Linked DNA regions of Mus musculus: region 2 is linked to region 1. Evidence: chromatin contacts called from public Hi-C data. All regions are on one chromosome and are shown on one strand. Each heading gives the region's core, a stretch centred on a gene start, on an enhancer-like site or on the middle of the called end of the contact. The rest is flanking DNA. Distances are from core to core; before and after follow the strand shown.

Region 1 (5,712 bases), core at 2,420-4,919:
TTCCAGGCATGCCCTTGGCTTTGGCTGTTGCAACAGGATGCTGACATCTACAAAGTTAATCTGCCCAAGAACCACACAACTGTTTTGCAAACAAAACAACAACAAACCCAAACAAACAAAAAACACCCATCTACCCACCCACTCACCCACCCATCATTTTATAAGTTATGACTTTGTGTTGGGCCCCATTCAAAGCTATCTTCGGATACTGATGGCTTGTAGGTAGTGCCTGAAGGATGAGGACATTCTAGAGAGACAATGTGTTTCTCCCTGTCTATCTGGACTTCTGAAAAGAGGTTCCCCCAGGGAGCTGGAATTTTCCCCAGGAGTCTCAAGCTAAGAGAAGGAAAAGAAGGTCATATTGAATAAAACTACATTTTTCTGTTTTTTTTCATTATTAATTTGACTCATTTGGCTTCTTTCTTTTTTTCTTTTTTTTTTTTTTTCTTTTCTTTTCTTTTTGGTTTTTAAGATACAAGGTTTCTCTGGGTAGCCCTGGCTGTCCTGGATCTCACTCTGTAGACCAGGCTGGCCTTTAACTCAGAAATCCACCTGCCTCTGCCTCCCAAGTGCTGGGATTAAAGTCATGCGCTGCCACTACCCAGCCTCATTTGGCTTCTTGAGGACGGTGGCCAAGCCTGGCTTGCTCCAGCTGGGCACGGGCTCTGACATGATGCGCCTGCTTAGCTTGCTCTTCTGCAAAGTCGAAACAAGCCCATCTAATTCAACTGGAGGTCCCTTATAAACAATTTCAGTAAGTGACTGCCATGTGGGCTGGTTAACATCATCAAGTTGCCCGGATCTAGACCTGCCTAGGAGACAAGCCCCTCTAGGCATGCAAGAGATTATCTAGATTAGATTAACCGAGGTGGGAATTCAAATGCCTGCTTTGCAGGGATCTGAGTTCAATAACCAGAACCCATGCTTATAAAGCTAGGGAGAGAGGTACGGGTGGATCCCTGATGCCAAACTGCCAAGCCCTGGTTAAGATCAAAAAAAGATCTTGTCTCAAAAGCAAAGTGTATGTCACCTGAGGAGTGACACCTGAGATTGTCTTCTGGCTTTCAAAGACATGGGCACATGCACATGAACATACATACCACACGCGCACACACACACAGACACACACACACACAGACACACACACACACACACAGACACACACCTCAAACTATTTAATAAACACTGTCCCAAGCTTTGTTAAATGGCTTTCTCCCCAGTTACCTAAGAGTGGGGGGGGGGGTCTTTGCATCTCTGTTCCTGACCAGCATAGTCCTCTCCCCTGAGACATGGATTTCAAGGAACTGAGTAAGTTGAAAGCAAAAAGGAAAGACTTTCCCAGTACCATCCTCCTTGCTGCCTCCCCCCAGCACCGTCCTCCCTACTCCTTCCAGAACCACTCCCGTGATTTCTCCTGCACCAATTCCTGTCTTCAACACCCACCTGCCAGCTTTTGCTCTTTTCTAGAACTCTGAACAGCTAGGCGACTTTGTCTTTGCCTGAGTCACCTAGAGTCCTTTAACCCCACCATAGGCAGTGGGCTCAGGCCTCAGTCCAGAACTCTTTTCTGCCCCCCCAGAAAGTCAGAGTAGCGTTCCAGAGAAGGAAAGGGTTTGCCTGAACTAAATGTTCAGGAAGCTGTCTGTTGTACCTCGGCCAAGACAGCAGCTCCTCTCCATTTCCCTTAGGCGCCTGTGGAAGCTGTCCACCCGTCCTTAGACTGCCCCAAGACCCCCTTTCCACTCTGCACAGCCAGCTCCCACCTAAGATTCAGTTCTCTTTCACACCCACACCGTCACACGCAGGAAGCCCAGTGAGCATCCACCATGGCTCCCCACCTCAGCCCACCAGAGCACTGTGAAGGGCAGGCAGAGGGTCCCTGGAGGAAAGGAAGGCAGGGCGAGGGTGGCGGATGTTTGCACCTCTGCTCCTGCCCACTGGCAGTTCTATAAAGGAGCTGAGTACCTCATTTCACCTCACCTCTAAGATGCTCTTACAGATCTCATGCCCTATGCTCCTGTACAAGGTGAGCCGGTTTAAGCCTCTGGATTTATAGACAGAAAGCAAGGGAAAGTGAGTGCACAGACTAGAAGCCAGGTAAACTTAGAGGCCAACGAAAGATAAGATCACAGGTCTCCTTAGGCCTTGCTCTGTCTACTGCTCCACCTAACTCATTAGATGTGCTTCAAGCAGCCAAAAGACATTTGCTGGCTTGGCTGGCTACATGCACTGAGGGAAACACCGGAGGAAATACTTAGAAAGGCGAAGGGAGACCTAGCATCTAGGAACTGTCAATTAGTGGAAGACGGTCCCAAGTGAGATATGCAGAAAGCAATGTCTGAGGTACCACTGAAAGAATGACTGCTTGCCCTGGTAGGATGTGTCCAACAGGACCTAGTACAGCACCCCAGGGGAGAGGCTAGCACAGGTGTTTCTGTTTAAGGTCCCACCTTTACTGTGCCCCAAGAGAGAGTGTGAGGCCAAGGGGCCATCAGCTAGTCACACTGCACAGGCCCCCTCACAAAAAGCACAAAATCCATGATGAGGAAGAAAAAAATTATTTTTTGCTAGTATCGGTTTTTAAGAGCTCCCATGGTGGCCTTGGCTATCCTAGCGCTTTTCACTCAAGTACAAAGTTCAAGGGTTTGGAGAGCCCTGTAACAACAAGCCTGCTTTATCTGAGGATCCCAGAGAGGCAAGTCTGAGGAAGTGAACGCTCTGACATAAGCCTGCCTATGTCTTGAGCAAGATGGGAGAGGCAAATATTGTGAAATTCAGAGTCCTGGGACTTCACGCTCAGTTCTGGAAGACAGAAGCGGATGGAACAGTTTCGCAGGTTTCCCTAACCATTTAGATAAAACAACAAACTTAAGACCTACCGTCACTGGAAACACTCGGAGAAGTGCAATACAGGACCCTGCCCCTCACTATGAAGACAGGCAGGAACTCCTTATCACGGAACCTGATCTTGCTCTCGTTCTCATCAAATGAGGCCACCCCATCCCAAGAGAAAGAAGATAGGTCATGGAACCCTGCCACAACAAAGTGACAACCGGCTGTGCCGGACACCTGGCTAGCAATATTTTTTAGTCCTTGTCAAAGAAGCAGTTGTCCGGGGGACACCTGACTGCACTGGCACCCTCCTCCCCGGAGGTGAGGAATAATGTTTAATAGACTGGGTGGAAGCGAAAGCTGGAACAGCTCACTGGAACCTAACTCTCACTCCTTAATAGCACCCCCTTTTCCTGCTGCAGCACAGCTACCTGTTATTAGGTGGTTCTCCAGGGAAGGGGGTGCAGGGGAAACTGAGGAGTCCTTCCCGCTGGGCAGGAGTGAACTCAAGCAACCCAGCAGTGAGTGCCCAGGGTCCTCCCCAAAGGAAGCCTCAGGACAGAGTGCATTCTGAAGATTAGGGTGGCTTGGATCGCCCTCCAGGTAGGTGTGTGCAGGCGGGCTGGGTGGGCTCACCTCCCTGGTAGGTCTCGAGGGCTCCCCGGGGCGAGGCTGCGTCACCGGAGCCCCCGAGCTGCAACCCCGAGCATTGGACCTCAGGAGCTGCCGCACTATTCCGAACGCAGGCCGCGCCGCCATGAAGTCAGCAAAGGAAGTACCCGGCCTGAAGTGGGCCTCCAGAGCACTCTAGCCCGGGACCTGGAACAGAGTCATTTCGGAGGGGCGGAGCAGAGGGCGGCGCCCAAGTAGCCAATCAGCGAGGGTGCCTCTCCGCATTGCCCTCTGGAAGTTGTAGTCCACGCGTTCCGCCCCCTTCCAGGACGGAAGCGTGTTCTTGTGCAGAAATGCCAAGTCTGGGAGAGCTATGTTCTTTTCCTTCAGCTTTGCTTGGTCTTGGATTTAAGCTGTCTTTAGATGCAGAATTTAAAGGGGTGACATAAAAACTTCTAGGCACGTTATACTTTTTTTTTTCTTTTCGTTATGCAGGGGAGTAGAGACCCTTACACAGTGTCTCAAAGGTGTAACCCTGGCTGCCCTGGAACTCGCTTTGTAAACCAGGATGGCTTCAAATGTACAGATCGCCTTCTGCATCTGCTTCCCGAGTGCTGGGATTACAGCCCTTCAACTCTGACTCCAATGAAAATAATATTTTCTTTTTTTTACTCTTTAAATTATTTTTTAATGTATGAGAGTTTGCCTGCCCACCCTTAAGTGCACCATGGCGCAGTTGGTGGCCATAGACACCAGCAGGGGGCGTCGGATCCCTTGGAACCTGAGTTACAGATGGTTGTAGGATACCATATGGGTGATGGTCCCCTGGAAGAGCCGTCAGGCCTCTTAACCACTGAGCCATCTTTCTAGTCCCTTAACTTATTTTTTAAGTTAGCATACAAAATAGCATGCTACTTTATGACATAGTCTTAAGTCAAATAATATCTCAATACATAAAAATCTGCTTGGGTGCGCCAGTAAAATACCAATATTCTATTTAAAAACATCAACTTTACTAATTGCCTTCACTTTACCCTACACCAGACTCTGCTTGTATCTCAGCTCCCTTCTTATGGACACTCTAGTTGTGTCTCCCATACATCAATAGTCTTTGTTTCTCCGTTTAAAAACAGATTTATGAAAGGAAGACACAAAAGAATGGGTGACCCTCGAATTGCTCCCTACACACAGAACTCTGAGCTAACCATCAATCCCATGACCCTGGTGTGGATAGAAAGTTTGTGTAGCAATTAAGGAAAAAAGTCTCAGAGAGTGGAGGCAATTTTTCCAGAGCTGTGTAGCTGATTAAACTGCCCAAACCTTGTAGAAGTTAGGCCTGGTTCTTTCTCCCAGTCCCATGCTCCCAGAAAGAAGACTCAGATTCAAAATATATTTACAACTACATTGGCCATATAGTTAGGCTCTTCTCTGATTAGAATCATAACTTACATCTTATCTTGTTCTACATTCTGGCACGTGACTGGTTACCTGTGCTCAGGTACCATGAAGCCACGACCAGCATAGAGCATGTGTGAGCTGTAGTTGGAAGAGGAAGTATGGCATACAATCCAGAAGAACTGACAGTTCCTCGGCGACGGAAGAATAACAGGACATCGCTGATTTTTACAAATACAGGCTGGTTATTGTAAAAGCAGGGGTGGTTTTGTCTGGATAGTCAGATAAGCCTTCTCCAGATTGTTTTGTCCTGTCTCAACTTTGAGTAGCATTATGGGGAAAAAAAGTATCAGCTTGAATTGGAATGGATTTGGTGGGGCATGTCTGTCAGGATCTGCGAGAGGCCTGGGGATCCCCTGAGAATGGCTGACACGCTGCCCACCACTACGGCTATCTCTGCCTGCATTTGTCAGCAGAACTGGGGGGGGGGGGTAGAAAGCAAGAAAACAAAACCCATTTCTTTGCAGGTGGAAGGCCTGAAAAGCTTTCAAGAGAGCATCAAACCCAGGAGAAAAAGCTTGTTGACATGATAGACTTGAATCAGGAACAAGAATGTGGAGGCAGATGCCTCAGGGGGCTGAAAGGGCTCAAAATAAATTCTGTGGCCGCATCTTCTCAGAGAAGAGAGAACCTAGTATCCACACAGAAAGAGAGTGCTCATATTAGTACCCAGAAAATCACCCATAGGAAGCCATAGGAAGCTTTCACAAACACTGCCATGGAACCTGTGAGACCATCTGTTGTCTGGTGGGGGGGGGGGCTTAGGTTTATTGTAGACACTCCCACCTCATGCACAATCAGCAACAGAGGTCT
Region 2 (5,689 bases), core at 2,018-4,517, 4.3 Mb before region 1:
AGGTTGCTGTTTTCTCCTGACTCCACAGGTAGTAGACATAATGTGCATGCACACATGCAAGCAAACACTCATCCAAGTTAAAGAAACACACAAATACACCTATTTGTGTATGAATATCTCTATATCATGTTGAGTAAGTACACAGTTTTTAACAATAAACACCATAGACTTATTATGATTTAAAAAAATAAATAAGGGGTTGGGGATTTAGCTCAGAGGTAGAGCACTTGCCTAGCAAGCGCAAGGCCCTGGGTTCGGTCCTCAGCTCTGGAAAAAAAAAAAAGATAAAAAATAAATAAAGCAATACATAGAACGCCCTGGCACAGAGCAGAGCATGCGCTTACGTTACATGTGTTTATGTTGCTGTGATGAAATACATGACAGAAGCAACTTAAGGGAGGAGAGATGGTTCAGGAGTTGTAAGTCCATCATGGCAGGAAAGGCAGGATGACAGACTAGATGTGTGGCAGTGGGAGTGTGCAGTAAATGCTTGTACATGCCACTGAGCAGAGCAGAGAGAGCCTAGGCCCAAAGCAGTCATCCCCAACCCTCCCACCTCCTCCAGCTGTGTCTCATAGCCTAAGGTTTTACAACCACCCGAAACAGCGTTACCATGTAGAGATAAAGTGTTCAAACCCATGAGCCTACAGGGGAGATTTAATATGCCAAAATAGGAATGCAGTGTAGTGGCTCATACCTTAAACACACACTTAGGAGGCAAAGACAGTAGGTTGTATGAGTTCTAGGTCAGTCTGATCCACATACCTATGTCCAAGCCAGCCAAAGCTACATAATGAGACGCTGTCTCAAAAACAAACAAACAAAACGCCAGCACGGCCAGCATCTTAGTTAGGGTTTCTATGGTGAAGAGACACCATGACCAAGGCAACTCTTATAAAGGACAGCATTTAATTGGAGCTGGCTTACAGTTTCAGGGGTTCAGTTCATTATCATCATGGCAGGAAGCATGGCAGCCTGCAGATAGACATGGTTTAGGAGGAGATGAGAGGTCTACATTTTGATCTGAAGACAGAAAGAAAGAGACTGTTTCAGCAGCATTCAATTAAGCCTGGGAGCCCTCAAAGCCTGCCTAAAGAGTGACACACTCCCTCCAACAAGGCCTCCTCATAGTGCCATTTCCCATAGCCCAAGCATATCCAAACTGCCACAGGCAGTAAATTCAATTAAATACTTACATTCTTGGCACTAGGCTGAGAAATTCAACCCTCTAAAATAGAAGTATACAGCAAGGATTCTGAGGTTTAATAAGTTATTTCAAGTGGTTAAGATACATTTCTAAAACATGCAGATGAAAGCTACAAGCAATCTAAAAAGTAGGACTTTCCCCAGCCTGTCTGTCTACTGTACACTTATATAGGTTCTCCACAGCTTGGGACTGCTCAACAAAGGAAAAGACTAAGCCAATATAAGTGGGTACCAAAATGATGTGATAGTTTGCTGCATTTTGGTTCTGACAAATTCCTTAAAACTTTTGGTCACCAAGTTTCTAACATTTGTATGCTATTCAAATTAATACACAGCACATGACATGGTAAGTATTAAAGAATCTTTCAAAGGGTTTTTTAATTCTTATTTTTGTATATATGTATGTGTTCTCTTTGATCACGTATGCCACATGCTGTACACAGGTGCCCATGAAGAGGGCATCAAATCTGGAGCTGAAGTCAGAGGTGGTTGTGAGCTGCCTGACATGGGTGCTCAGAACTGAACTCAGGTCCTCTGCAAGAGCAGCAAAAGCTTTTGATATCTGGATCATATCCACATTTCCAAAGGAATCTTTTTTAAAAAATTTTTTTTAATGTCAGCACTTGGGAGGCCAAGACTAGCATATCTCTGTGTGTTCCTGGTCATCGCAGAAATATCACGAATTTGAAGTCTGCTTAGGCTGTGTAAAAAACCTGCCTTAACCCGTTGTTTTGTTTTGCTTTGTTTTGTTTTTTGAATGCCAAATAAACAGACCAAAACCAAACTTTTTTAGGAGATGGACATGGTGGTACACACATTTAATCTAGCATTCAAGAGACAGAAGCAGGTGGATCTGTTTGCATTTGAGGCCAACCTCAAATATATAGTGAGTTCCAAGACAGTCAAAGGTACACAGAGAGACTTCTCTACAGCGTAAGGAGTTAGAGGTCATCCTGGGCTACAAGAAGACCCTGTCTCAAAAACAAAAACAAACAGAAAACAAAGAAGAGAGCCATAAATGAGCAGCCGTGGAACGATAATCTTAGGACCCTAGGTAAGAAATTAAGAGTGTGAACCTTGTGTGATGACCAGCATAGTAAAATATAACTTGTTATATTGGCTACGTATATCTATCTACCTTATGGCACAAGACATCTGCCAAGGATATGACTTATGAAGCAATCACTCAACTGTGGAGGCTCCAAATGTCTTGTGGTAGGGCTCCCTGCTGCCACCTTCCCCTTCCCATTTTCTTTGTGTGCCTTCAGAACTACCCAGTAACGCTGCCTGATGTGTAAGCGTGCCGAACTTTTCTCAGCATGACTAAACCCAATTCCTTGACTATTATCAGGAACTGATAAAGAAGTTTAGATTGTTCCCGGGAAAGCACTTTAAAAAACGGATCCCACAAGATGACCTTCTAATTCAGTCACGGCTGCTGCACTACAATGACTTCTGAGGTGAGCGCAGCCGGTTGTAAATCTCTTCCGTAAATGCACAGGACAGGATCGGGCTGTCACTTGGCGTTTCTTCTTGAATCAGCCAGGCCCACCCGCAGATCTCGCCAGCGGGCTGAACCTGGAGAGCCCAGTCTCTCACATCAGTCCTTTCGCTGAGCCTGCGCTAAACGTGCTGGATGGACGTTTGCCACACGGGCGCGCCCCGGAGCACAAGAGCTGCGCGGCCTTGGGCGCCCTGACAAGCCACGCCAGGATCTGTTTGGATCTTTCGTGCTCCAACTCAGGCTTCAACTCGAACTCGTCATTCTCCTGCCTCAGCCTTCTGAGAGCTGGGCTCTCAGGCCTGCGTCAACACCCCAGGTCTAACCGGAAGTCAGGGACGCACCCAGACAAGACCCAGTCTCAAAGTCGCTAGATCTCTAGGCTGTGGGAAGGCGGACGCCGAGCCAAGGCCTCAATTCCAGCCTGACTCCACCCCCTCTACCCCACCCCAGCCACAGCTGCGCGTGCGCAGGCGCGCCACGTGATGCCATTCCCCGGGGCCGGGCGCTGCGTCTACGGAGAAGGGCGGGCCGGAGTGTCACGTGATGGTGTCCGGCCAGCCAATGGATACGCGTAACGCAGAATTTCGAATGTGGCGGCGGTAGCTGCGGAGCGCGGCGGAGCGGGAGGTTGCATCTGCTCGTCCGGACCTGAGTGGCCGAGGTACGGAGCGGTACGGGCGGCGGGACTGGAGGTATCTCTCCGACCGGACGACGCGTTCCGCTCGCGAAAGCGAGCACCCCGAAATCGACAGGGCTTTTGCTCAATCAAAGTAGCAAAAACTTTTTAGATAGGGGCCGGAGGAAGGGGTGTTCTCGCCGACTTGCACTGTCTAGCACGCACAAGGCCCGATTTCCATCCCACTGTGCTCGCGCACGCGAACAAACTGTAATTAACTTTAACTCTATCAGTTATTCATTCTGTGTGTCACTCAGATGTCTCCGGTGCAAACTTTTAAAACTTGATGGTGACCCACCCATTCTTATAAGAAGTCGTTGCATTTATTCTGTTGAACTCCCCTCTCCAATCTATCGTATATACACATTGGTAAAAATAAAGGGTTAGATAAGATATACAGTACCAATTTAAGGCTTCATTATGCGTGGAGGAAAATACGTCCTGGTGAGAATACTCAAGAAGAGATTCAAGAAAACACTTAACTAAAAGGAGATGAATCAAGATAGTTCTTGTGGTGACAATTATATGCACACATTGTGGTTGGCAACAGTTTACAATTTTGAGACCAGGAAGTTTATTTTGCTTGAAGCACGCTACTGTTATTAACATGAATACATGTTTTCTCAGCCCCAAAATTACTAGAGAAAAGCTGCCAAACAGAAACCCAGATATACATATAAATTGCTTCTGAACTAATACTGTAATCCTAAACACTAAAGGTTGGCTATAAACATTGTAAGAAAAGTAAGTCTGCTTATGGCTCATACATTTGTGGTCCCAGCTACTCAGGAGGCTGAGGTAGGAAGGACATGAGAGCTCTTAAGTTCAAAACCAGACTGGGTAACAGCAATATCCTGTCCCAAAATAATAAGTTCCCATAGAGCCTAGAATGTTGTACGCCTCCAATGAATATTTACTATAAGATGAATAATTGATACTTTCTGGAGTTATTTAATACTTTCCTATGAAATAGTAGAAGATAAGGTTATAGCAAAAGCATGAATGACATTTTATGGGATTTTTTTTCTTATGATGGCTTGATTCTAACATCTTTTTTCTTCTTGTTTTGTTTTAGATGAATTTCACTATGTAGCCCAAGCATAAATCTATGACCCACCTGCCTTAGCCTTTTTAGTAGCTTGGATTATTCTACAACACCTGACTTAATATTTCTAAGCAGAAAATCAAAATATTGCTTTTTTTGAAGTAAGTTTACAATTTAGTCTTTTGTAATCCCTTCTTGATGAACAGCCTATGTTTCTTAAATTTTATGTTTAAAAAATATCTGAGAAGTGTTCATTGGTTTTTTTTTTTTTTGTTTTGTTTTTAATTCAAAGACAAAGATGGCTAAGGAAAGGTGTCAGAAAAGGTCCTTTCAAGATACCCTTGAAGACATTAAGAATCGAATGAAAGAAAAAAGGAATAAAAATTTGGCGGGGATTGGGAAACGCAAGTCCTTTATTGTTGCACCGGGCCAAGTACCCAGTAAGAGAATTTTGTGTTGTCTTCTTCCAGCATTCTTACTTTGAAAGTGTGGCATTTGTGTGTGTTGTGTGTGTTTCTTTGTGTGTGGAGCACAGTGGGGTGTTGCTGTAGTAGAAGTTCTGGAGTCCTGCTATTAATCTCTGCCCTGTTCCCCTGCAAAGGGTCTCTCACTGAACAAGGAACTATTGTGGCAGCCAGTCAAGCCCCAGAGATCCTCCTGTCTCCACACACCTTTAACACCTTACCTTCCCTCCGTCCTGCCACAGCAGATAGAGTCACCAGTGTGCAGGACCACACCTGGCTCTTTAGGGGATTTGACCTGTGGGCCTCATTGGTTTCTTAGCAAGCACTCCTAGCCATTGAGAGATATCTCTAGCCTCTGCTTCACCTTCTAGGTTGAGGCTTACTAACTGAAAATTTTATCTTATAGCTAACACTGCTACACTACTGAGATATTACCAAGATAACAACAGGTTGTTAGTCTTGGCTTTGGAAAATGAGAAATCCAAAGTGAGAGAAGCACAGGATGTCATCCTGCAACTGAGAAAAGAATGCTACTACCTTACTTGTCAGCTGTATGCATTGAAAGAGAAGCTAACTTCCCGACAAAGTGAAGAAACTACTCAGGTATATTCAGTACAAAACTTTTCTGTGTAGTTTTGCCATATGCAGTTCAGCTTTATATAGATTTAGATATGGAAAATATTCTTAAGTATTCTTCGGAGAGTCACTTTTTAAAAAAATACTTCATTATATCCATTTACTCTGTGTGTGTGTCTGTGTGTAGTTCAGAGGATAACATTAGGTGTTATATAGAA

Evidence for each region. A called contact is a pair of places that touch in the nucleus more often than the background predicts.
Region 2: a contact with region 1 is called in a Hi-C map of CD8 T cells, with 4 times the contacts expected there. The contact joins the promoter of Sgo1 here to the promoter of Mocs1 in region 1. A contact is called at or near these places in 2 of 484 Hi-C or Micro-C datasets (CD4 T cells and CD8 T cells).

Annotation. Positions count from the first base shown.
Region 1 is chr17:49,426,321-49,432,032 of GRCm38.p6, reverse strand. It overlaps Mocs1 (molybdenum cofactor synthesis 1), which reads right to left and starts at 3,669. Exons shown (of 11, transcript NM_020042.2): 1 at 3,469-3,669. The coding sequence starts at 3,591.
Region 2 is chr17:53,686,893-53,692,581 of GRCm38.p6, reverse strand. It overlaps Sgo1 (shugoshin 1), which reads left to right and starts at 3,267. Exons shown (of 9, transcript NM_028232.2): 1 at 3,267-3,371; 2 at 4,462-4,592; 3 at 4,724-4,871; 4 at 5,302-5,498. The coding sequence starts at 4,730. It also overlaps the pseudogene Gm31532.